Regions from separate parts of the Mus musculus genome. Here regions 1, 2, 3, 4, 5 and 7 are each linked to region 6. Evidence: chromatin contacts called from public promoter capture Hi-C data. All regions are on one chromosome and are shown on one strand. The core of a region is the stretch at or near the end of the contact, and the rest is flanking DNA. Distances in the headings are between cores, read along the strand shown.

The links. Promoter capture Hi-C pulls out the DNA fragments that hold promoters and counts their contacts.
Region 1: a contact with region 6 is called in a promoter capture Hi-C map of pre-B cells, with 2.9 times the contacts expected there. The contact joins the promoter of Ap1s2 here to the promoter of Rab9 in region 6. A contact is called at or near these places in 5 of 39 promoter capture datasets (cranial neural crest, hippocampal neurons, liver and 1 more) and 1 of 9 other capture datasets (adipose tissue).
Region 2: a promoter capture Hi-C map of erythroid cells shows a contact between it and region 6, with 6 times the contacts expected there. The contact joins the promoter of Pir here to the promoter of Rab9 in region 6. A contact is called at or near these places in 1 of 39 promoter capture datasets (erythroid cells) and 1 of 115 datasets of contacts at active chromatin or transcription factors (stem cell-derived neural progenitor cells).
Region 3: a promoter capture Hi-C map of liver shows a contact between it and region 6, with 5 times the contacts expected there. The contact joins the promoter of Hccs here to the promoter of Rab9 in region 6. A contact is called at or near these places in 3 of 39 promoter capture datasets (erythroid cells, hippocampal neurons and liver).
Region 4: a contact with region 6 is called in a promoter capture Hi-C map of erythroid cells, with 30 times the contacts expected there. The contact joins the promoter of Msl3 here to the promoter of Rab9 in region 6. A contact is called at or near these places in 2 of 39 promoter capture datasets (erythroid cells and pre-B cells) and 2 of 9 other capture datasets (adipose tissue and liver).
Region 5: a contact with region 6 is called in a promoter capture Hi-C map of the 3T3-L1 cell line, with 25 times the contacts expected there. The contact joins the promoter of Vegfd here to the promoter of Rab9 in region 6. A contact is called at or near these places in 3 of 39 promoter capture datasets (the 3T3-L1 cell line and pre-B cells) and 1 of 9 other capture datasets (adipose tissue).
Region 7: a promoter capture Hi-C map of liver shows a contact between it and region 6, with 4 times the contacts expected there. The contact joins the promoter of Zrsr2 here to the promoter of Rab9 in region 6. A contact is called at or near these places in 4 of 39 promoter capture datasets (the C10 cell line, hippocampal neurons and liver) and 1 of 9 other capture datasets (liver).

The regions. Positions count from the first base shown.
Region 1 is chrX:163,907,582-163,911,208 of GRCm38.p6, forward strand. Ap1s2 (adaptor-related protein complex 1, sigma 2 subunit) reads left to right here and starts at 1,436. Exons shown (of 6, transcript NM_001290379.1): 1 at 1,436-1,692. Gm52456 (predicted gene, 52456) reads right to left here and starts at 1,950. Exons shown (of 2, transcript NR_165469.1): 1 at 1,830-1,950; 2 at 529-1,717.
Region 2 is chrX:164,267,900-164,271,176 of GRCm38.p6, forward strand. It overlaps Pir (pirin), which reads left to right and starts at 1,532. Exons shown (of 10, transcript NM_027153.3): 1 at 1,532-1,778.
Region 3 is chrX:169,319,077-169,322,814 of GRCm38.p6, forward strand. Hccs (holocytochrome c synthetase) reads right to left here and starts at 1,296. Exons shown (of 7, transcript NM_001331049.1): 1 at 900-1,296; 2 at 362-514. The coding sequence starts at 473. It overlaps Gm15246 (predicted gene 15246), which reads left to right and starts at 1,319. Exons shown (of 6, transcript NM_001361166.1): 1 at 1,319-1,621; 2 at 3,674-3,738.
Region 4 is chrX:168,672,401-168,675,848 of GRCm38.p6, forward strand. It overlaps Msl3 (MSL complex subunit 3), which reads right to left and starts at 1,472. Exons shown (of 13, transcript NM_001370791.1): 1 at 1,328-1,472. The coding sequence starts at 1,429.
Region 5 is chrX:164,371,649-164,375,056 of GRCm38.p6, forward strand. Vegfd (vascular endothelial growth factor D) reads left to right here and starts at 1,874. Exons shown (of 7, transcript NM_010216.2): 1 at 1,874-2,271. The coding sequence starts at 2,182. It overlaps Pir (pirin), which reads left to right. Exons shown (of 10, transcript NM_027153.3): 10 at 805-1,365. The coding sequence ends at 917.
Region 6 is chrX:166,478,475-166,481,872 of GRCm38.p6, forward strand. It overlaps Rab9 (RAB9, member RAS oncogene family), which reads right to left and starts at 1,393. Exons shown (of 3, transcript NM_019773.2): 1 at 1,066-1,393.
Region 7 is chrX:163,957,206-163,960,491 of GRCm38.p6, forward strand. Zrsr2 (zinc finger (CCCH type), RNA binding motif and serine/arginine rich 2) reads right to left here and starts at 1,461. Exons shown (of 11, transcript NM_009453.3): 1 at 1,069-1,461; 2 at 711-790. The coding sequence starts at 1,121. It overlaps Gm38561 (a long non-coding RNA gene), which reads left to right and starts at 1,536. Exons shown (of 4, transcript XR_878297.3): 1 at 1,536-1,640.

The DNA.
Region 1 (3,627 bases), core at 186-2,685, 2.6 Mb before region 6:
ACACACGTTTGTAGGAAACTTTCCAAGCAGCATAGTATTGCTGAAAAGGGGAAAGTATTCTAGTTTTATTTTTGCTAAACAAAAGCATATACAAAATGACCTCAAATTCCTAACGTATAAGATCCTATTACATTGGCACTCTAAGACATAAAAATGAACATTGATGTCTAATAAGGGGGTTCTTTACATTAAGTAAACACAGCTTCGCTAAAAGTGTAGCATCTTTTTTTTCTTACATTAGTTAATTTACAATTCCTGTTTAGTAATCTCTGCAAAGAAAGGCATGCCCAATGAATACTCTGTTCTGGCTTTTGTTGTAGGGACAGAGGTGACAGTAGTAATGAGTAGCATTTGACAGGGGAAATCCATGGCTGTCCAAGCAAGGTCACCTAATCCTGTGGATCTCCATTCCCCTTATCTATAAAAGATGAGTTGAACTCGATGATCCATCCATTCCACCATTCAAATAAAACACAGACATCCATCATACGCCCAGACTAAGTCAACATTTCAGCTTTTTAACAAGTCTATCATCATTTTATAATTTTATTAGACAACTCACATTTATCAGTAGTGTTAAAACCAGGCAGAGAACTAGGTTGTTAAACGAATAAAATCCAAGGTGCGCTAAACAGAAGCATGTGGGTAAAAGAGGAATTCGTTGTTCCGGGGCTTTAGGGTGAGGCTTTATAGATGTGACATTAGAGGAAGGACATGCCAAGGCGAGCGAGTCATCAGCCAAGGCTAAACTGGAACCCGGGATGGGGAAGGTGCGGGCGAGACCGTGAGAAGGAAGCGGGATCTAAAAGGACTAAGCGCTGTCTGGATTTTTTTTTTTTTTTTTTTTTTTTTTTTTTTTTTTTTGCAGCAGAGAGCGGACTACAACTCCTCCAGTCCGCCGCACTGCTGGGGGAAGCAAGCCCTGAAGAGAGGCTCTAGCAAAGCTTGTGGCGAGAAATGTCTAGGTTAGCTGGGGCTGGAAAGGAGGGGCCTCCCTGCAAACGCGGGCACGAGCACCGCGACAGCGCTGACTTGTTTTCCCCTGAGTTGCAGCACTCCTGTCCTTGGCTCCCACCATCATCGCCGACTGTCACACCTCCCCGCCCAACCCTCTGGAGACCCACGGAGTCACTGGCGCTCGGAATCAGCCCCTTTGCGGTGCGGACCATCCTTTAGCCTGCACCACGGGGTCAGCTAAGGGCGCCGCGGAGCCCCATCACCCTGCCACGGAAGGAGCCAGGACAGCCGCGCGCGCCGCGTCCCGGCAGCACAGCCCGAAGTACGCAAGCGCGCTGGCCACAGCCTAGGCCGCTTCCGGGTCACGTGGCCAGACTTCCGGCCCTCGCCACGCCTACCCTGCGGTTATTTGACCAATCGGCTTCTCGTTCTTGCCGGCAACAGCGCTCACTCTAGAGGCGGTTGGCGCCCCCTCGGCAGCTTGGCGCGCGGTCTCCGGTCCGCCTCTCCGCTCGCCGCAGCCCGGGCTCCTCCTCCGTCCAGCCTCCAGGGCGGGATCTGTCGGCTCGCCCTACCCTCGCAGCCTAAGCCTGCCCTCCACCAGACGGGTCCCCTCCCCGCGGCACCACGGCTTCCCTTCCACAGCACGGCGACGGGGGCTTCCCCTCAGCAGCTGCCGGCGCCTCAGTCTCCGCGGCCAGCCCAGCTCCGCCGCGTCCGCGGCCCGCCGCCGCCGTAAGTGCTGAAGGAGTCCGCTGAGCTGGCAGGGATGGAAAGAGGGAGTGATGGCTGGGACGCGCCCCCCGCCGCCCCGTGAGCGCCCCGACGACCCCACCCCGAGTCCTCCCGGGGCGCCGCGCCCCGAAACTCACTTCTGCCGGCGGTAGCGCTCCGCTCTCCACTCGGCAGCGCGCCGGTGATGCAGGGGAACCGGTCCTAGGTTCCGCGGGGACCCCGCGGCACCTGTGGTTCGCTGATCGCCTCAAGTTTGACGGGGCGTTTTGGGGAGGGGCTGGGGTGACGGCGACCGAGGACTTGGCGCCCCTGGCGGGCCAGCGGATGCCATTGTCTCTGCTCCACTCCTTGCCGGTCACCTCGCCCAGCTTTGGGTACTGATGGAGTGTAGTCCCGGGAGGAGGGGAGGCGTCCGAGACTGCGGGACCCCAGGGATGCTGGACCAGAGCCCACTCCAAGGCTGAGCTCATTGTTGGGTTTTTTGTTTTGTTTTGTTTTGTTTTTGTTTTAATACCAATCTGGAGAAATTGTTGTCCCGGGATTTGCGGCAAAAATCAAAGCGAGGGAAAAGGAATACTTGTGCCGCGGGTTTCGTCCCATGTTAGCACATCATTTGTTTTGAGGAAAATGCTTGGTTTCTTCGTCCTCCAAAGTGGTAGGGCGGATACTGGACCCCGCTACAGATAGCCTAGAGCACACCCCAGTCATTAGCAAACCATCTCTCCTGGTCAAGATTTAAGAAAACCGATCGGTCCCTTCCCCAAGTTCTGATAACGGTTTGCGTTCAATGTCCAGTTCTTTCGATGCCGTTCTTTTCGATGCCGCTGTCTTCAGGACTTACAAGGGTGGCACTTTGCTCTCAATGAATTATATAGTGTTGTGTGGGGTAATAGCCAATTTTAACTTTATTAAAGTTAAATGGCTACGCCATAAATATCCGGATGTTTTCTTGATGCCTTTTTGGGATATTGCGAGGTGGATTTCCTGTCTAGAGCCAATTTGATTTTATATTAGTTACGTAAATTCCTCCTCCGGGTGTTCAAATTTAAGGTTGTGTGGTGAATATTAAGAATCGCCCTTGGGTGGATCTTACTTGCACTGTCACTGTTAAAGGAACTTAAAAAGGTTAAAACAAAACACCTATCCAAATTTTACCTTCAAATTAGCTTTACAATACAGCTCGCTTTTACCAGTTGAATTATAAAATACATGCCTTAGAAAATATAGACTGACCAACAGACATGCAAATACTAAGTAAATCAATGCAAATTAGCTTCGGTATAAAACATACTCAAATCCAGCATAACATTCAAATGTGGTTTTTGTTTTAAAAGAAGTATTCTGTGCACTGTCCCAAAAATTTGTTGTTTTAAATTAAATATCTTGTGTCTCGATATGAGTAACTTTGAATAAAGCTTTTTAAGCGTGTATTCTCTTTTACATACATTAACTCAGTTCTTGAGTGCTTGTTTGTGTTGGATTTTATGAAATGCAAACATAAAAATCGGGCTTTTGTCTTTAAAATGTGTTGTTTGTGAGATCTTTTTGATTAATATTGTGATTTTGCTTAAAATATGCTAGCATAAATTGAAGGGAATGCTTTAAATGACAAGCAGTTTTTCTGCAAGAAATTCAGCCTGGAACTAGAATAGCCTCAGGGTGAAAAATAGTAGGTCTCCTCTTCCTAGACATGTAAATCAACATCCTAAATCAACTACCTGATGTCTGCATTTGCCTTTAATGCACATAGAGTGGTGGAGTGTGGAACAGGTAGAAAATTGTTTCTTGAAATTATCAGAGTTTTTGTTCTTCAAAATTTTCACTCCAGCTTACCACCTGTTCTGATTTCCACACACTCTTCCACACTTACCTACATATAGTAAGATCTTTCCAATAGAATTTCCTGCTATTATAACCTGCGTAGAAATGTTGATG
Region 2 (3,277 bases), core at 282-2,781, 2.2 Mb before region 6:
AGAGTCAGTTTGAACCCCACTGATATGAAAAGCTCAGGGAAAAGAGTTAAAAAACAGAATTTATTGTGAATGCGTTTTAATATAGATTTGGGTATCGGCATTAAGGAAGACAGATAGCCATTTCAAGAAAAGACTATATACACCCAAGTGTGGCCATGAATTGAGGCAGGGAGGGGAGAGTGCAACTTTATGAATTTGCATGTCATCCTTGTACAAAGGCCATGATATTTTCCTCTCTACTGTTCCCATTTTTAGTGTGTTCTGCCCAATTGAGCACCAAGGAAAAGTCTTTGTTCTTCCACTTCCCCATTCTTCTACAGCAGAAATCTGTAGTCTGAAAGGTAAGAATGCCTTTTCACATCTTGAGGTTGAAGAGCTTGGGGATCTAGCTCAGTTGGTAGATTGCTTGCCTAGAATACACAAAGCCCCGGGTTCAGTCTCCAGCACCATGTAAAACTGGGCACGCTGGTGAATGCTTCACTGTAACCCTAACACTTGGGAACTGTGGGAAGGAAAGTCAGAAGTTCAAGGTTATCCTAGGCTCTCTAGGGAGGTAAGACCAGCCGGGGATATGGGGAACCATGCCCCCCAAAAACCAGCTGAAATATAAAGTCAAAAGAAGACTTTCATGACAGCTGAGAATTGTACGAATTCAAAACATAATCTTATGAATTCTAATTTCATTATCCAAAATCAAATTTTTATTAAAACACAGCCACCACACTCAGCAGGCGTTGTCTCTGGCTGTTTCTGGCTACAAAAGCAAATGGGAGCAGTCTCCACGGAAGACCCACAGAGCTGGAAAGTAAAAAGACATTTACTGTTTATTCCTTTTCAGTTTCCCAGGCTCGTAGTTTTGTTTTTGTTTTGTTTTTTTTAAAGAGGCATCACTTTCACTCTTTTTCCAAGAAAAGACAATGAACTTCCGGGTATCTAAAGAACATTGCGTATGGTAGCCTGTCTTCTGATTAAAAGTCCTAGGAAAACTAGATTGCTTCCTGGCTGTGGACAAACCCTCACCTCCTGAGGCTAACTCTCTAAGGCCTGCTCTTGAAGCCCAACAAAACTCAAGCCCTTCTATGATTCCCTATTAGAGTGTGCCTTCTCTTTCAGCAGGAACAGAGATTCTTTGGTTCTTACATCTGCTCTGCCTCTGCCCCATTCTCATTGGCAAACAGCAAGAAGCGTATTTATTTATGAGAGATAACTGTGTAGTACCTATGCGGAGACATGCTCATTTCATTCTCATTACAGCCTTACAGTCTTGGTCCTGTCAGCTTTACCACGCTCATTTCACTGGGGATAATGCATAGAGAGGCTGAGTCACTCCCCCAAACGGGACAAGTGGTTAGAAAACATTCTTGCTCATACGAAGCGTTGGGTGACAAGATGACTTGAGTGAGGACAGGTTTTCCAAGAGATTCTAAGGGGCTGCAGAGCACTTGAGTGTCCCATACATTCCTGGGAGGCGGGCAGCGCGCCCCCAAGAGGCCGGGGTGCGCATCACTCTTTGGACCGACTTTCAAAAGGCAGATCCAGAGAGCCATGGGGCGGAGTCAGAGAATCCAAACCCAGGGTAAATAAAGGGTGTGTCCCCCGGTCCAAGGCCCCTGAGACCTAGAGACTCCCGCCTTCTGGAGGCCCGCAACAAAGCGCTGAGTCACGCTGACTGACGGCTGGCGCTCCGCAAACCTGTCCTCCCTTTGCTGTGTCCCTGCCGCTGTGGAGTCTAGGCACCTCCGACTGTGGCCTCCCTCCTGGGCCTGCGCTACTGCCCAGTGAGTGGCCTGGGGAACTCAGCCCTCGTGAGAGTGGTGTGTGTATGTGTGTGTGTGTGTGTTGGGGGTGGGAGGAATGCTCCGACCAGTTTTCATGATGCTGTCTTTCCCAGCTCACTACTGGGGCTCGGAGGGGAGCTGAGGGAGGGAAATGCTTAAATAGCCACCACGATTTGAGATGATAGCTTGGTTTTTCTCTTGGCAACACACTGCAATTAGTTAACTGCTTTATCCTTGTTCCTGTGTATAGGGCCTAAATGTGGGAGTCTGGAAGAAGCCAGAAAAATTAGGTGGAGGCAAAACTACTTACTAGTCGCTTATGTGTGGATGATTACGGGGCTGGACTCAGAAGTTCATTTCTGTCTCCCACATTTCATGGCCCAATAGATGCATGTTGTTTGCCTGCTAGAGAGGATCCGTTTTAGGATCTGCCTTCACAAACTGAAGGGTGCTTCTATGTTGAGTCCCTATAAAGAACAGCAGCTCACTTTCTTACAGCCCTATTTACATCCTTTGAGGCAGACGCTTCTTAATCCCATTGTATAGATGGAAAAGCTGAGACACACAGCATCCCAAATGAAAGCAGCCTGGAATGTGGCAAAACTGAGATGTAAATCTGAGGTGTCCAGTTCCAGAATCTGCCTGTTATTAAAGTGCTTCTCTTAGTTTAAGGAATCTTTGAAGGATTGGTTAGAGTTCATATGGTGATCAGATCTGGGGCTTGGAATTACTTGTCTGCAAACACCTGAAGTTAGAAGTGTGTGTGTGTGTGTGTGTGGGGGGGGGTGATTGTATTTGTTGTGTGATATTTCCTTGGTTAGGACTTAGACTTCAATCAATAATGGAACACTTTTGAATAATAAATGTAGTATATGTGTTGTTCCTGAATCATCGGTTCCATTGCCTGGGGTACTTCATAAATGGTTTGTCTGTGCTTTAGAGGACTTTATTAAGAAGTTCAAAGATTTCTTGCCTAAAAAATTACCTGCACAAGATCTACATAAAATTAAGTCAGCCAGTAAGAATACCAACACAGATGGGAGAAGGTTCCACGAAGTACCACCCCTAACTGAGGAACTTGGGCAGTTGGAGGCTGCTGGGGTAGGAAGTGTCAGTTCTCTTTAAGGAACTGACCCCTATTAGGATGCCCATGCTTCAGTAGATGACCCAACACCCATTCGTATAAGAATGGGCATCACTTAGTCTCAGTAGGCTATGGAAAATACAAGATTACATTGGGAGTGAGATGTGGAGCAGGGGTCTGAAAGGAGTTGGAAGGGGAACAAAGGGTTGCTATGATTAAAAAAACCCGCATTGTAAACATGCTTAATATTATTAAGAGATGAATTTTTAAAAATGGCCACGGACTTTAGAGATAGATGAGTATTTGAATTCAGTGGCCCTTGCAGATTTCCTTCCATGCCAGCATCATCATATTCTGGTGAGAGTCACATACCCCTAGTGTTTTCCATTTGCTTCCAGTATCACCAAAAGAGCTC
Region 3 (3,738 bases), core at 46-2,545, 2.8 Mb after region 6:
ATGACAGACTGTGAGATATAAAAAAAATTGTTTATGATAATATCTAGTGAGCAGCCAAATTGGACCAGCCCCAGAGTGCCTTAGTCCCGCTTTGCAAGCCTCACTACCAAGCTACAACTCTAGAACTGTGGCTCTCAGCCTGTGGGTTGACCCCTCTGGCAACGCACTATCTCCAACAATATTTCCATGACGAGTCAGAACAGAAGCAAACTTACAGTAATGACGTTGAAAGGAAAATAATGTTGTGGTTGAGTCACCACAACGTGCAGAACTGGGTCAAAGGGTCCAGCATTAGGAAGGTTTGAGAACCACCGCTCTAGAATCACTAGCTTTCTTTTAATTTTCGAGACAGGCAAGTTACCTTTCCTTTGCCCTTTATGCATCGGGCATCCTGAAGGTGGTGAAGCTGGCTGACCATCTGAAGCATTCGAGGCGTTTACTGCAGTAGCAGGAGAAGATGCTGAGGCACCCATGGCTGGAATCACAGGGGTCACTCCCAATCTAAAATACCCAGCTGCCAAAGCAAGAAATCAGATTAAAACGTGGAGGCTAAACAGTTGATATCCCCTTGTTATTCTGATCCTGGCTGGCCCTGGCTTTTTTTCACCATCCCTTGGGAGAGTAAGAGGTAGGGCACTGGTTCGGGGGTGGGGGTGGGGGGTGGTGAGGGGACACTTTGAAAACAGTGCCTCCATTGGGAAAATACCTTGAAGCCTATGCCACCATTTGGGGACCCGTGCCAGAGTCTGGAAACTTGTAAGATGCAACCACGTCGTGAAGACGGGTGTAGTCTTGATGGTGGGGTCCAAGGGAAAATACACTGAACTAGCCTCGAACCCGTGTTCCCAGTAGGGCAGGCGCCTCAGGGAAAATAGGAAGGTTAAAAAAAAAAAAGTCACCAAAACGGGAGGCAAGGAGCGGCGAAGGGCAGGAAGCCACCAGTGTTGCCTTCCCGTCTATGCGCGTCCCACCGGCACCGCGGTCTGCACAGTGCACCGGCTCCAGCCGGACCCGGACGCCGTCCTGTCCCCAAGTCACCTCGCCGACTGTCCCGCGCCGCGCGGCCCCGAGCGCGTCAACCTGCCCAGCCGAACTCACTCGGCAGCCGCCGGCTCCAGCCGAACCCGGGCGCCGCCCTGCCCCCAAGTCTCCGCTCCGACTTGTCCCGCGCGGCGCGGCCGCGAGCGCGTCGAACCGCCCAGCCGAAGTCGCTCGGCTGCACCCGCGGTTTTTCCTCACGCGGGGTCACCGCTAACGTCCGGTCACAGCCGGCGTTCTCGGGCGCCGTTACTTCCTGTTCCGAAGGCGGGACTTCCGGGAGCACGAGGCAAGCTCGCGCTGAGGAGAGGAACGGTCGTCAGGTCGGGCGGATCGCTCCCACCCCCTTCCGCTCCGAGGCCTCGAGCCGCCCGAGCCTTCTCTCCGTCTCCGCCCCTACGTGCGGGGCGGTGTGTTTAAGGGCGGGTCGGTCCACCCCTTCTCGCTCCGCGGCCTATAGGCGCCCGAGCCTTCTCTCCGTCTCCGCCCCTACGGGCCAGGCGGTGTTTTTTAACTCCGCCGGCCGGCCGGTAAGCCGCTCAGGGTGAGAAGTTAGGGAACCGCGGGGTGTCGCTTCCGAGGGGTAAGGCACGTCGCTGTGTTTTTCTAAGTCATCTCCTTAGGTTCTTGAAAGGTCAACTTGTATTTTTTCTTTTTTGGTTTTTCGAGACAGGGTTTCTCTGTGTAGCCCTGGCTGTCCTGGAACTCACTGTGTAGACCAGGCTGGCCTCGAACTCAGAAATCCGCCTGCCTCTGCCTCTGCCTCCTGAAGGCTGGGATTAAAGGCGTGCGCCACCACCGCCCGCTCAACTTGTATTTTTTAATGAACAAGCGATATTTGTGCTTATTTGTGGAATAAAGTGCTATAATTAAGTAGACGCACTTAAACTTCCACCGCCTAGTCCTTTCAAGGACTCTGGCAACCGTTGTGAGTGTACTCCATGGAATTCACAGCCTTCATCTAAGTAGTATATTTCATATTACACAAAGTACGTTTTTATATTACTTGTGTAGGGTAAACCAGCAGATAGGAGATGGTTATTGTATTGGTTAGGTTTTTGTTAACTTGAATGGAGTCACTGTCTTCATCAGACGGCCCAGTGGGCAAGCCTATGGGGACATTTTCTCCATATCTGTATCCGGTACCACCGATGGGCTAGCTTATATTAAGAAAGCAAAGTGAGCCATGGGACCAAGCAAGCCAGTATGTGGTGTACCTCCATGGCCTCCATGGCTTTTGATTCCTTGGTGGCTTCAGGTTCCTGCTTTGAGTTCTGTGGGACCCCATGAAAATGGCCCCCTTTCATATTAATGTGACCATTGTTTAGGTCTTCTTTATGAAGACATTTCTAGGAGCGTTGGTCCACAGCAGACTTCCTGGTACTCTGGATCTTAAAGTGTTATGCCCCCTCTTCAGTGATAGTCTGGTTTTTTGCTAGTCTTTGGTTCTTGTGGGGAGCATTGTCGGTCCAAGTGGTACAACTTCTTCTAAGGCAGTGGTTCTAACCTCTCAAAGCTCCAACCCTTTAATACAGATCTTCATGTTCTGATGATCCTCGCAAGTATAAAATTATTGTTACCACTACATAACTATAATTTTGTTACTGTTATGAATAATAATGTAAATATCTGATTTACAGATCGTGAGCCATAGGTTGGGAATACATAAATCTAGTCTGTTAATTCTGTTTTGATGTTTCTGCGTCTATGATTTCACAGGTAACAACGTAATTGCATAATATATATTATCTATTTGTGTTAAAACATTTTAAAATTTGTGTTATACATTTTTTTTAAATTTTCCTATGTGTTCTACAATTCTTCTCTCGTTCAACATGTTCATGTTGTCTCCACTTTTAAAATATTTAATTCTTTTCCCCGGCCCTTTGGCCCTTTCTAAATTCTATATCCTTCCTCAAAATTCTTTATTGTGTCACAATTATCCATTCTATCCCACAATTATTGCTTCTCTTACACTCTGCCTTCTCTCATAGAGATCCTCATAACCATTTCCGGTTATCTCCCACAGTTCTCACTTTTTAATATAATTGATTAGAAGAATCATACCTTTCTTGTTCCTGAGATTCTAAGGTTTTCCAAGATCGGAGGCAGTAGGAGGTCTCTCTCTCTCAGGATCACGGCCAGAGAACAGAGAATTGGTATGCCTTGGGTATAAAGACAATATCACTAGTTCCACAGCGGGTCAGAGAACATATAACATACCAGGTATTTTAGATACTGCTGGGAATACAAAAGTGCTGAACGAAGGCTTTGTTCTTTGGGAATCTGTATTCAAATAATTTAAAGATCAACTAACAGTACACTTCATCTAAAGAGATACTCTAAATCATGTTTGATTTTAAACATTATTTGATAGAGATTGATGGGGGGGAGACTGATAGTGAAAACTTGATTGAAGAAGAAATTTCTGTTTGGAGCTATTTCAAATACATTCAGGTTTCACTACAGATTTGTACAGAAAAGGTCTTGTAACAAAGAAATATTTGGTTTTATGTGTCTGTTAGCCATGACCATGGTGCTTTGAAAAGTTCCCCCAGCTTTGTTAGATGATGGGGGTTTCCTAAGCAATTAGCATTCCAGAATCGAAATAACTTTCTACAACTTGTTTTCTTAGATTCCTGACCATCGTGAAAGACCCTTGATAAGAAATATTTATTGCCCTGTGTGGTAAGAGCAAGC
Region 4 (3,448 bases), core at 222-2,721, 2.2 Mb after region 6:
GTTTGGTAAAAAGAACTAGATCACAGTCCCTTCTTAAAGAAATAAGAAAGTACTCATCCCTCCCCCCTTTAGATCGAGAGCTGGGTCGTAACATTCTTCAACATTTTTTTTCCTCTTCTGCCCGAGTGGTTGCCTCAAAATAGGAAACATCCGTCCAACCAACCCAGGATTGGTCTCTTGAGTTTGAGACCGGGTGAAACTTCTGAAGTCATTGGTCGGTAGATTTGTCATTAGCGAAGGGCCCAGACTAGAGAGAACAGCCCTGAGACCTCTGGGAGTTGTAGTCACCTGGGCCTTGCCTTGTCCAGTGTCTTGCCTAGCTAGCCAGAGACTTCCACAACCCTTCCCCTCCCCTTAATAGCCATGCATTCCCTAAGGTGATAGCTGGTACAAATGAAACGTATATCCTTCCATCTCCTAGCGATAGAGCAAGCTGGAGGGATAGCAATAGGAGGTAAACAGAGTTAAGGGTTTCAGGAAGAACCAAAGATACATAATCCAGCACAGACCTTGGGGTGTTCCACTGGACAGCACTGCTGAAACATGGCTAAAAACACACCTGGTGCTGCTCCGAGTTGTCTCTGCCACCAAGGACTTCACCTTGGTGGCTGGAAACACCGATGCTCGCCCCGACCCCCAGCGCGCTGAATTTTTACCTTCTTTGGGCTCTGGAGCACTTAGGTGCCCAGTCCTCCACTTAAAAACTGACAACCGCAAGATATAGCTCAGCCTGGGCTGACCAAGCTGGATACAGGCGAGATGCGATTCTTTCCTAGCTCTGTTCGCCTCCCACCAATCCTTTAGAAAGCAACAGAGCAACCTTGAGCCCCTCCCTTCCCCCCCAGCAGGACTACAATCCTAAATTTGACCAGGGTTCGGGACTGACAGCTGGGAATAATTGAGGACCAGGTTGAAGATGTGGGTGGGGAAACTGGTCAAGGTGTCCTCTACTGAGCCCATGTGGCGAGAAGCCGCGTGGGACAAGGACAGATTCGTTACAAAAGCAGAGGCCTCAGGCGACAGTCCTCCTACACCGGTCGCCGGGATTGGCGCCCAGCGCTCAAACCGCCACCCTGGCCTAGCAACCGCGCGTAAGCGACGCGACACGGCCGGAAGCGGAAGCATCACGGGTCCTTTCTAGTTAGGGAAGTCGCGCGCCCAGCACGTCTCGCCAGCGTCCCCTGTAGTCCCGGGCCGCTCCACGCAGGCCAAGGCGCGCCCTGGTGGCTGTCCAGGACTCCAGGCCACTTGTCCTCCGCTGGCCCCTTTGCCTCCCATCCCTCGAACCCAGTCCCGCATCTCCTCCCTGTTCCCCCCGCGGCGGCACCTTGGCATCGTACAGCACTCGCGCCTTGGTAGGGTCAGGCTCGAAGCACAGCACTTTCTCCCCAGAGTGGAATTGAAATTTCATGCCCTCGCTCGCGCTCATTTGCTCATCGTGGCGGAGGGCGAGGCTCCGGGGCGGGCAGAGTGCGCGCGGTGGGGGAGGACGGCCGGGGAGGCGGCGCTCCGCCACCGGGGGGGCCCGGGAGTGGTGGAGGCTACGACCGCCCCGCCCTCGGCCCCTCCTCCGGCCACCCCGCGCCACTGCGAGGACCTTGGCAGTGGCGATGGAAGCGCGCGGCCCCGCCAGGGCTTGTCCCCGCCCGTCCCCTCTGGGGCTCAGAGAGGGGTGCGGACGGGGAGCAAGATCCCTCGACCGAGGTCTTCCAGCAGACCGTTCCCTCTGGTCCCCATGGGTTAGGATTCCCGCGGTTTCCAGGCTGCGCCCACGTGTGTGCCGAGCTGTCACCCCGGGCGTGCGCTCTCTGGCCGGAGTGTGGGGATCTCTTAGGGAGAGGATTGCTCTAGGGTAGTCACCAGGCGCCGAGGAGGCTGGATGGCGTCTGCCCCCAGGAGCTGCCTGGCCGCGCGCGCGCGCGTCAGCCCCCTCGGCGGAGCTGCGCGCAGATGAGTGTGGCCACGCGAGAAGGACGCGGTGTTGGAGCTGGCCGGAGAAGGGCAGTGGCCTTGAGCGAGGGGAGGAGACATTCCGGGCAGTTAATAGAACACTGGGTCATCCTTCCGAGAGGACCAGCAGGTAGGGCCTGGAGGCCCCAGTGAGCAGCGGACAGCAAAGCTTATGGGTCCTGAAAGGGTCGTTAACACCTTACGTGTCAGCTTGCAGCACTCCTGAATTGCTCCCCCATGGTCTATCTTTAGTGGCTCAAAACCTCCTGAAGAGTGGAAGCACCATTGAGACTGCTGTTAACAGAGTGCCTGCAAAGATCGGGCGTTCATAAATACTCCCTGAATGACCGACCAGAAGACAGGAGACTTGAAGGGCAGAGCTTCAGTGACAGAGAGGGCAGTGCTGGCCTGTTTCTTCTTGAGTGCAAAGCCACTAGGCAGTGTGATTACTAGATCAAGACCTGGCTGGAAAGTTGAGCAGATGGGCTGGGAGGTTTTTAGTGAACTGTCAGATTTCCCACAGCCACTCACTCTGTTCTTGCTTCCAGAAATTTGCGTCTCCCCACCCCCACCTCCCTTCACCTGGTACAAGGTCCAAATCTCTCACACCTCCACTTGGGCACTTCCAAGAGAAAGGTCCCGCAGGAGCCTAGAGGAACCAACCATGTATCTGTCCAGTATTCCCTCCCAGAACTCGACTTACCCTTTTATTACCATTTTCTTGCTCTGCTGGAGAATGGGTTGTTCATTTGCAAGATGGCCCCACTAAGAGGGTAAACTGCTTGAACCTGGGGGTTGGGGGTGTCTAATCCAGTGTGTCATTGTATACTCACAGCACACAATAAATATTTAATGGATGAATGATCACAGATTTATGAAATCAAATCCATAAAACTCAATGGCCAACTGGATATAACTGAGGGAAGGGAAGGAGGCATCTTGGGAGTCCTCCAGGTTTTCTAGAATTAAGAGCTGAGTGAGGAATAGCTCCACTGGCCAGATAGGGCAAAGAGGAGGGCAGGTGTGAGGAAAATGGCCAGATAATGACTTGGATCTAAGACAATGAAGTCCATAAGCCAGAACTGGAACCCTGATTCTCCAGGAATGTGGATAGTAGATGGTAGTGTTCCCTGTAAATGGCAGAGGCAGCTCTGAAGCACATATCACAGCTTATCACATGTAGCCATAGCTGGAGTAGTGTGGTGTTTCCGGTTCATGAACGGAAGAGTCCACTCCATGCTCTAACCTTTGAGGAGAGGTGGGTTCCTTTTTTTCCTATTCAAGTCCATCCTTGTGTCATGGGTGGCTCTCCTTCTCTGCCTTCCTCTATAAAATCTAAGAGTGATACCTATATACAGCTATTATATACATAGAAGTCTGATATCTCTCTCTCTCTCTCTCTCTCTCTCTCTCTCTCTCTCTCTCTCTGTGTGTGTGTGTGTGTGTGTGTGTGTGTGTGTGTGTGTGTGTGTGAGTGTGTGTATGTGTGTGGTACTGG
Region 5 (3,408 bases), core at 624-3,123, 2.1 Mb before region 6:
AAAATTTATTAAAGCTATGGTGTTGGTGATCCCTGGCAAGAGGATGATCACACTAGTATAACATATCTTTTGGAATGGTGGGGGGGTGGGAAGATAAATTATGATGGGAATGAAAGATAAAACAATAGAAACATTAAAAAAAGTTAAAGAAAGACGAAAGTCCCTTTACTTGCAAGAGTATGATAGTGACTCGTGACAGGAAGGAGAAACTAGCCAAACTTAAAAACTTGACCTACTCTATGGTTCCTATAGGGCACATGAAGGTATCTTCTGGAGAACTACCAAAAAATGCAAATGTGCAAGTTGTTTGGAAGTGATTAATACTTCTCTTTGTTGTAAGGAAAATTCTGTTAGTTTTCAAAATAGATTGAGACACATCCCAGAAAGGCAGAGCCCCGTCCACTGCTTAGCCAGATACCAAAACTCTGCTACAATCTAGCTGGTTTTATAATATCAAGTTGGTTCAATTCCTGCCATAAGTTCAGGATCTACAAAATAACAACTACAGAATGTGCTGGAAAAAGGGATTGTCATTGCTTGTGAGGAACCTTCAGTAGACAGTGAGACTCAATCCTGTTTATCTAAGTCTGGTCTGAATGATAACATATAATTGTATATAGTCCTAGCCACAAAACACAAATGCTAACTAGTTCCGTATGACTGAACAGTGTGAAAATGGGCTATTGATGCCCAGCTATGCCTAGATTTTGTTTTAACTGAGGAGCTATAGGAATACATAACAATTATAGTGATAGAGGAACATGTCATCACCCAGAACTTTGTGAATGTCTCTTTCTGCCCTAGGTCCATTTGTGATGAATACCAATGAGGAAATTTCTCAGGCCATTCTTGATTTCAGAAATGCAAAAAATGGTTTTGAGGGGGCCAGAACCTGGAAGTCAAAGATTGGAAACTAATGAAGAGCTGAGACGCTGCCACTTGGATGGACTGGCCATTCGGTATATTAAATTTCCAAGGCTAGTTTAGCTGGTGCTTCTGAAGCCACATTAAGCTGGGCTTAGTGATGCAGAGTCCTTTAATCCCAGCACTCTAGGAGTCAGAGACATTGGGTATCTCCGATTTCCAAGCCCATCTGTCTTGAAAATGGAAAAATAAAAAATAGAATTCCACATTAAAAAGATGTTTTTTTGTAATGAATCTTCAGAATGCATTATATTCATGTTTGAAATTGTCAAAGAATATGTTTAATTTAAAAAGGAAAACTACAAACAATAAAAAAATGGCAGTAACATATGTAAAATATTTCCTGATACATGCAAATAATTTTACTTGTTGCTTTTAAAAAATCAATGTTCTTCATTTGGTAGAAATTATTAAGCACCTATAAAAATTAATTGCTATTTACATGTGCTTTTTTATATGGGAGTAGATAGATGCCTTTTTATTCTCTGCCCTTTGGGGTTTCTTGAAGCATGTTTTTTGTTGCTGCTGCTTTCTGTGCTGCTGACAGCAGATATCTGAGCATCTAAAGTCCCTCTACTGAAGCCCATCTGCCATCCTGGCCATCAGAACTGTGTTCTGGGTTTCATGTTACAGGCAACGTGCTTAAAAAAAAAAACACAGCAGTCCTGCCCATGTGAGTCAGCTTTTAAAACTGCCCTGCTCTTGCTAGGAACACAGCAGGATTCCAGCCAAGACTTCCCAGCGTTTTCTGCCAAACTCTGTCAGATTTAAGACATATGCTCCTGCAAGCTCTCTTGAAGGTTGTGAAAAAGTTTGAATCCATAGTTGGGTTTTAGCCTGCTGTAACTGCAAGTGTTTGTGGTCATACCACCTCCTTATAAAGCAGCTAGAACCTTGAGCGTAGGGTGGGGTTTTTTTTTTTATCTTCAACTTTCTGGATAAGAAATGTCTGTAGAGTGATTTCTAGTTTCAAGTGGAAGATATGACCACCTCCTGATTATTTTTGCAGCGGGAAACTTTGAAATATTTTTCATTGCTTTCTCCCATACTAAGATTGTGTGTGAGGCAGTGAGGGAGTCCCTTGACTTACTCAAGTCATTTCATTGGATTTTAATTACAACTGATCATGTGATTGTTTTTTTCCATGTAAAGTTTGGGGCTTCAAACTTTGCTTCTGGAGAATGCCTTTTGCAACACTTTTCAGTAGCTGCCTGGAAACAACTGCTTAGTCATCGGTAGACATTTAAAATATTCAAAATGTATGGAGAATGGGGAATGGGGAATATCCTCATGATGTTCCATGTGTACTTGGTGCAGGGCTTCAGGAGCGAACATGGACCAGTGAAGGTAGGTGAGCTTGAATATTTCTCTTTATTGGCTTTCACAGAAAAAGTCCTTTGCCCTCGCTGGTTTTGAAGCAGTCTAAAAGCCCTGCCTATTCTTAGCCTGTGTGTATTAATGCTTTACTTTGGGGGCTTAATAAGTTTCTTACCATGAATGTTTGAAAGTGTGTGTGTGTGTGTGTGTGTGTGTGTGTGTGTGTGTGTGTGTTTGGAATGGGGACAGAACATGAGCATTCTGGAAATCTTTGACACGGAACCAGTTTGCTCCCAGTTGTGCTTGCAGATGGCACAGTGGTTTTCTGTTGAAGCTGTGATTTGCCTCTGTGACACACACAATTTTGTGGGCCCTTGGTTTGTAGGTTTTTGTGAGCAGCCAGGTTGAGTAATTTCTTCTGTAAATTGAAAATCACAGTGGTTTTTGTGTGTGTGTGTGTGTGTGTGTGTGTGTGTGTGTGTGGATGTTTTCTGTCTGGTTTTGCTTATTACCAATTACCAATTGCTACCATTCAGGAAAGACAAGTTTTCTTGGGGTTTGTTTTTGTTTTCCTGTTTCTGCTTTAGAGAAATGTGTCTAAGATAAAGTAGTCAGCAGATCTTTGGTTCTATGAGCAGGCATCAAGGACAGCCCAAGACATTGAGAACCATGCAAAAAGGATGAACAATGGGATTACTGACTGCTAGAATAACATTTTCGTTTCATATTTTGTATCTTTCAAGCCTTTTTATTTTTGAAAAGGACCCGGATGCAATTGTTTTGACTGGAGTGCTACTAAATCATGACTGATTTAGAAATCTCTGGCTATGAGCAGATAGAAATCAGATGTGGGCTTGAGTTTTATGGCTTGAATTTTCCATACGGGGGAGCATATCGCCCCCCAGAGGGGAAAATTAGTTCATGACGATGTGAACTCTTTGACATGGGAACCATCATATGCATAGAGTCCATAAACAGGTAGTAACTCTGCATCCAGGTTTCATAGGTCAAGACTAACTGCTCCATTTACAGTTTTCACCCTGTCAACTATACTCAAAAGTGGATTTCCTTTCCCCTGCAGCCTGACATGGAGGTCCAATATCAAGGCTGGTGGCAGTCAGGTAGAGCTGAGAAGTGTCCTTTCTGCCATGTGCATTTTGGACTCAC
Region 6 (3,398 bases), core at 143-2,642:
GCTCCAGCAATGGAAGAAAAAGAACGAAAAGAAAAAGGTAAATAGTCCTTAGTTGAAAGCCCTGGGTTTCCTTCAATTCTAGTTGAGATTTCAGGCAGTGTAGGGATTTTCCATTGCAGTGGTGCTAGCAAGGAAAAAGACAAAACTTGTACCAGCAAAACAAAACAAAAACCAAATTCAGTCTGTTGATTTTATGAGGACGCTGTGAAAAGACTGGTCACGTGCCAATTTGGAAACTTGCAGAAGTTATTCCTCAAAAGAAGTATGATCACGGGATGTGTCATCATTTACAAAACAAAACAGAACCATAATACGTTCACCAACCATTTGGTCAGTACTTAAAAGTCTCCTCTGGTCTTTTCACTAAGATGGAAGGAAGAAAGGAACGCGATTTTGAAACCTCGGCCAAGATCTGATATCTGACGATGTTCCCAACCGCCTACAAGGTCTTTGCCCTGGCTTTATCTTCCAAGCTCTCTCACCTGAGTGGGTCAAAGGGTAGTATGTCAGAGGTCGCCAAACTCAAATAACACAAGCTTGCTTTCCCCAGCATTAGTCAGTCACTGTGGCGCAAGGTTTGGTCTCGAGTATGTGGGTGTCCCCGTGTGGTTAGGGGAAAGACTAATGTGTAAGTGTGTACCCAGGTAATGTCATTGGTCCCGTGAGCATCGTTCCACCATCCTATTCCCAAGTATTTGGGGTATATCTCTTTCCTGAGATGATGTTTTTGGAAGGGATATCTCTTCCTCTCTAGTAAGGCCGATCGGTCGGTCTGCGTGTATGTGTTTGTGTGTGCGCGCGCGCGTGTATGTCCCGAGTGGTTGGGTGTGTGATCTTCTTCCCGTGCTTGAATGTGAAAACCCGTCTTTCTTCCTACTGACGTAGGAATTTTCAGGAGACTTGGGGACAAGCTAACTACCCCTGTTGCCCAGCAATCTACTGACCCGCGCCAATTTGGCTCGCCCGCCGCCCCGGCGGCCCTCCGCTCCAGCAGCTCAGCTCAGGCTACGCGCGCTCTTAACCAGCTCTGGCCGGACCTCAAATGGAAGGATGACCCCCGCTCACCTTGCAGACACACACTGGACGTCCTGGGGGCGGCTCGCCAACACGCCTGGGTGCAACCAGGGCAGGAAGAAGGCCAGAGACTCCGGAACGTCGAGAGCGCTTCCAAGAGGGAGCGACTGGGGCAGAAGAACCAATATGGCGGGCGGCCGGGGCGGGGCCAAGACGGAGGGGCGAGGCCTTGACAGTGGGGCGACGGGGCGGGGCCTGAGGCAGTGAGGCAGGGTCTGGAGTGGTAAAACCAGACCCGGGTCAGGGGCGGGACCTAAGTCTTTAGGGCGGGGCCAGGAGCTGCGGGGAGGGGCCTGTGGCGGTAGCACCAGGCCAGGAGCTGTAGGTCGGGGTCTTTCCTGTGGGCGTGGCCTGCGGCTGCGAGCCCAACCGCTAAGGCTAAGATCCTAGTCTGGATCACAGGAATTAGGCCCAAGGAAGACTGAGCCAGGAAGTCTGGAATCTGCTCTTCCCACAGACTGCTTTGCAAGATCGCAGTTTTTCTTTGTACTAGCTGCTGCTCTGGTCTTCCCACCTGCGTTTCTTCTAACAGTGGTCACAAAATAATAATTTATTCTTAAAGTTTAAAGTAGAGAACATATGAGTACTATGACGTAGCAGTATTGCACCATTTAAAAAAAAAAAAGCAGGCGGTGGTGGCTCACGCCTTTAATCCCAGCACTTGGGAGGCAGAGGCAGGCAAATTTCTGAGTTTGAAGCCAGTCTGGTCTACAGAGTGAGTTCCAGGATAGCCAGGGCTACACAGAGAAACCCTGTGTCGAAAAACAAACAAAACAATAATAATAATGGCAAAATATAGGGTCAGAGGTGTTTGTATTCCTTTGATTTATATGAGGAATTGAGTACATAGGTGGTAAAAATAAAAGTCCCTGGAAGAAAGATTCTTAGCTCCCCATAAACATATAGATTATGTTTAGTTTCTAAGAGAAGACATTCACTTTCGTGATCCACAACAATTTACATAATGTCTGCCTCTTTGTGGAGCCATTTTCAAGTAATAACCTTTCATCAGGCGCCAGAAAGATTACAGTTAGCAAAGTTTCTCACAAGTATGATTTTAGAATAATTATGAAAATAAGGCTCATAATAAATACTGAGTTCCAGTTTGAATTTCAATGATTTTTTTTCTTATAAAAAGGAATCTATTTTTATGTGTGCAGAATATTTCCCCCACGGACATCTGAGTAAAGGTTTATCGATATACAAATCTGTTGCATATGGAAAAGTGAGCTGGGATACAAGTCAAGGTCGAGTGCTTGTCCACCATACATGAAATCATGGTTCCAACCCCGACATCACAGAAGCCTAGCATTCTAGAAGCAGAGACAGGAGCTCAAGATCCTCATGGCACATAGGGAGTTGGTACATAGGCTATATGAGACCTTCTCTAAGGGAAAAATGACTATGCTTTTCACATACAAGGAAAAACAGAATGAAATAGTACACAATTTATCCATTAACTGACATTTAAATCATCGAAATGTTGATATTTTCTCTAACCCATTATCAATGTGAAATCTCAGTAATGTATATATTTTATAAGTAATCTATTAGTAATTATATTATTAAATAATCATATGTTGAAAAGTTACATATAAAAAATGATTTCTCAAACCAGGTGTGGTGGTGTCTTTTTACCGGGCACTCAGAAGGCAGAGGCAGGCAGATATCTGTGAGTTCAAGGTCAGCCTGATCTACAAAGTGAGTTTCAGGACAGCCAGGACTGTTACACACACACACACACACACACACACACACACACAGTCTCAGAAAAACCAAACCAAGCCAAAACAATCCTCATCTAAATCAGATCTTTTTTCTTTTATTGAAAACATTTTTTCTCAAATAGGGTATCCCTCCATCTACACCAAGTTCCTCCCCACATCCCTCCATCCATATACATCCCCTTTCTGTCTCTCAGTAGGAAACAAATAGGCTTCTAGTGGATAATAAACTAAAATATAAAACAAAAAAAGTAAATATGTTGGAATAGGGTAAAACAACCAGAGTTCCCTAGAGCTCCCAGGGACTAAACCACCAACCAAAGATCTAGTTTCAATCCACAACACTACAAAAAAATTTGTGTTTGGTTTTCCAAGTCAGGATTTCTCTGTGTAGCCTTGGCTGTCCTGGAACTCATTCTGTAGACCAGGCTGGCACTGAACTCAAAGAGCCACCTGCCTCTCTCTGCCTCCCAAGTGCTGGGATTAAAGGCACACACTACAACTGCCCAGCTAACTACAAAACTTCTCAAAGGAAAATTAAAAAAACAAAAATGAACGATCACACCATTTTACATTTTCCCCAACATAAATTTTATTATA
Region 7 (3,286 bases), core at 211-2,710, 2.5 Mb before region 6:
CCTTCTATTCAAAGTTTAAATTTGAAGGGGGAAAAAAAGAATGCCAGTTGAGACAAGTGGGAGGGGATAACTGACATGAGCTTAGGAAATTGTAGCAGATTAGCTTCAGACTTAAAGCAGGAGGGTTTTGTCATCAGTAACACAACAGCTTACTGTTCCTTTTTGTTTTCATCCTTGATGTTGGAGCCTGCCTCTCCTGAACTAGTTCTCAAGTACTGTTCCACAGTCTCCGGTGGTAAGGCTGGCCATCACCTTAACCTAGCACTGCTGTGGGAGCTCAACCCTCTTGCCTGCATTTGTAAGTGCTTGGTCATCTTATAAACATCTAATTTTATGAATCTACTAAATGTATAGCTCTACCACTTAGAATATCGGGTTCTGTCACGTGCGGGCCATTTTTAAGTGGTGTGGTGGCTAGCTGCAGAGATGAGCTGGGCAGGAAATCGAGGGAAGCAGCTGCATGGGCTGGGGGTGTAGCTCACTTGGCAGAGTGGTTTGCCTAGCACGCACGAACCGATCAACTTGCAAAGTGCCATGGTCGCCGAAACTCTGTCACCCCGACACTTCGAAGGCAGAGGCAGGAGGATCAGAAGTTTAAGAGTCGTCCTCATTTACGTGGCGGATGTAAGGGCAGCCTAGCCTGTCTGAGGCCGCGTGGGAGGGCGGAGCAGGAAGAGAGGGAGCAATTCCACATCCAGAGCAACAACTACCTGCCTCTCTGAGCCGAGCGAGCGCCTGCCGTCGCCTCTTACGTCTCTCCTTCTTCCGGAGGGCCAAGTACTTCTTACGGCTGGAAGATTGAAAAAACGCGCGCGCGCGCGCGCACGCGCACACACAGAGTGAGCATCCGCACACCCGGCTCTGCACCCTCAGGCCAGGGGCCAGCCTAGGACAGCGCTCGGAGGCAAAGGAAGAAGGCAGGCTAGCCCGCGCCGGTCGCCCCGTCCGTCCCCCGCCCCTCCTTCCGCTCCCCCCCTGCGCCCCGCCCCCCATCTCCTCGGGCGGCCCGGGACAGCCCCGGAGATAGTCGTCCCCGCCCCAGTCGCCTCGCCTCGTCATTTCCTATACCTCAGTTTCTGCGGCCCCGCCGTAGCGTCCGCCGTAGCCCCCGCCGTTTCCATACTGCTGTCGCTGTGTTCTCCCACGGCAAGGTCTCAGCGGAAGCAGCCACCCAGGTCCTCGGTCGCCCACTCCGCGCGGCCACCAACCGGTACCTGCCCAAGACGGAAGGAGACGGCTTTCTTCCCGCAGCTGGTCAGCCAGGCGCCGCGGCCTGAGAAAACAGACCCTCAAAGAGGCCGCCGCAGCCACCGCGGCAGACCTGAGTTTTCCTCCCTCGGCCAGTCAGCCAGGCATCGCGGGCTGAGAAAATGTCTCCTCACCGAAGCCGCCCCCCGGAGATCTTCCACCCCCGGAAACTCGTGCCCCAGCTCCTCGGGGCCTCGCGGGGGCCTTAGCACCGCCCCTTGCCCAGAATTCAAGGCGTTAAGGCCTAGCTCCGCCCCCTCCCATCTAAATTCCAAGGCGACGCCTCTAGGTCCCGCCTCTCTCCGCGGCTCCACCCATGAGCGCCCCAGACGAAGTTTAAGAATCCGCTTCCTCTTTGCAAAACCTGCTGGCTCTGGTTCCAAAGGAATCAGGTTTGTGACCCTTGTTCTTAATCCTGAGAAGCAGAGAGGGACCGGAGTTAAGTGCAGGGGAACGGGATCTGTTCGGCTGGCTCTGGAGTTGTGCTTGGAGAAAGAGGAAAAAAAAAACAAGCCGAAAGCGTCTGGAGGTGAAACTGACTGGAATGTGCTGGGAAGCAGGGAATTTTGTTACTGGAACAAAAGTGCAAGGCAAGGGTATCTAGAGATTGGCTGCTGCTACCCCATGCCTTTGTGCAAAGGGGAGGAGGGCTGGAGAAGAGAGCTCAGCTGTAACTGTAATGAGAGCTTTACTACTATTTCATAAGATACAAGTTTGGTTCCCAGCACCCACCAGACAGTTCACAACCATCTGTAACTCCAGTTTCAGGGGATCCTGTGCTGCAAACACGCAATGGACATACATAAAATAAATCTTTAAAAACATTTACATATGCAACGAGAAAATGTCCCTCTTCTTAATCCTCGGCTGGCTTTTGCAGCCTGCCTCTAGGATCTTGGTTCCCTGTGTTTGTTGAGGAGTCTCCTTCTACTCCCTGCCTCTGGGGAACGCAGACCCCCAGGCTGCTGCTGCGGAGGTTGAGCTGGACAACTATAGCAGTCTCCAGGAGTGTTTTTTTTTAATGGGGAAATTTTACGTTGCAATGTAAAGGATTAAATTAGCAGGACAAGGTAGTTCACACCTAATCCAATACTCTTAGAACTTAAGAAACTAAGGCAAGAGGATCAGGGGTTCAAGGTCAACCTTGGCTATTTAGAGAGTTCAAGGCCAACTTGAGCTACCTGACACTTCCATTAAAAAAGAATTGGTGGCTCAGGCCTTTAATTCCAGCACTTGGGAGGCAGAGGCAGGTGGATTTCTGAGTTCGAGACTAGCCTTGTCTACAGAGTGAGTTCCAGGACAGCCAGGGATATACAGAGAAACCCTGTCTCGAAAAACAAACAAAAATAAAATAAATAAGAAAGACAAGAAAAAGGTAATACTGTATCACAATCATCTAGGTGAGGTGTGATGTGGAACTAGAGAGGAAAATAAAAATAGGGCTGGCAGATGATTAAGCAGGTAAAGATGCTGAGGATCTAAACTCGATCCCCAAGGACCTATATAGCAGGAGAGAACAGACTCCCACACATTGTCCTCTTTGGCATGCATTCCCACATTAAATAAATAAATATAAAAACAACAAGTGGGCAAGAGACAAGAAGGCAAGAGTAAGAGGCAAGAGAGTGAGGAGGTGGCAAGCAGCCCCTTTTATAGTGGACCAGGCCTACCTGGCTGTTGCCAGGTAACTGTGGGGAGGAGCATACCTGACTGTTGGCAGGTAACTATGCAGGTGGAGTTTAGACAGAATGCTAACACTTTGCTCTTTCTGCTCTCAAGGGCATCAGTGGACATCTCCTTCACCTTCTGCGGCAACTTCCCCCGCAGTGCTTATCAGAAGCCTTACCTGGGGCCACAAGTTTCTTGTTTTGTCACAATTGATGAACTCTTAGTTCCTGGATTTTGTTGAGTTTGTTGTTGTCATTGTTGTTGTTGTTACTTTGTTGTTTGTCTTGTCTTGTCTTGTCTTGTCTTGTCTTATTAGAGTGTCTCTGTAGCTCTGACTGTCCTGAAGCTTGCTTTATAGACCAGGCTAACC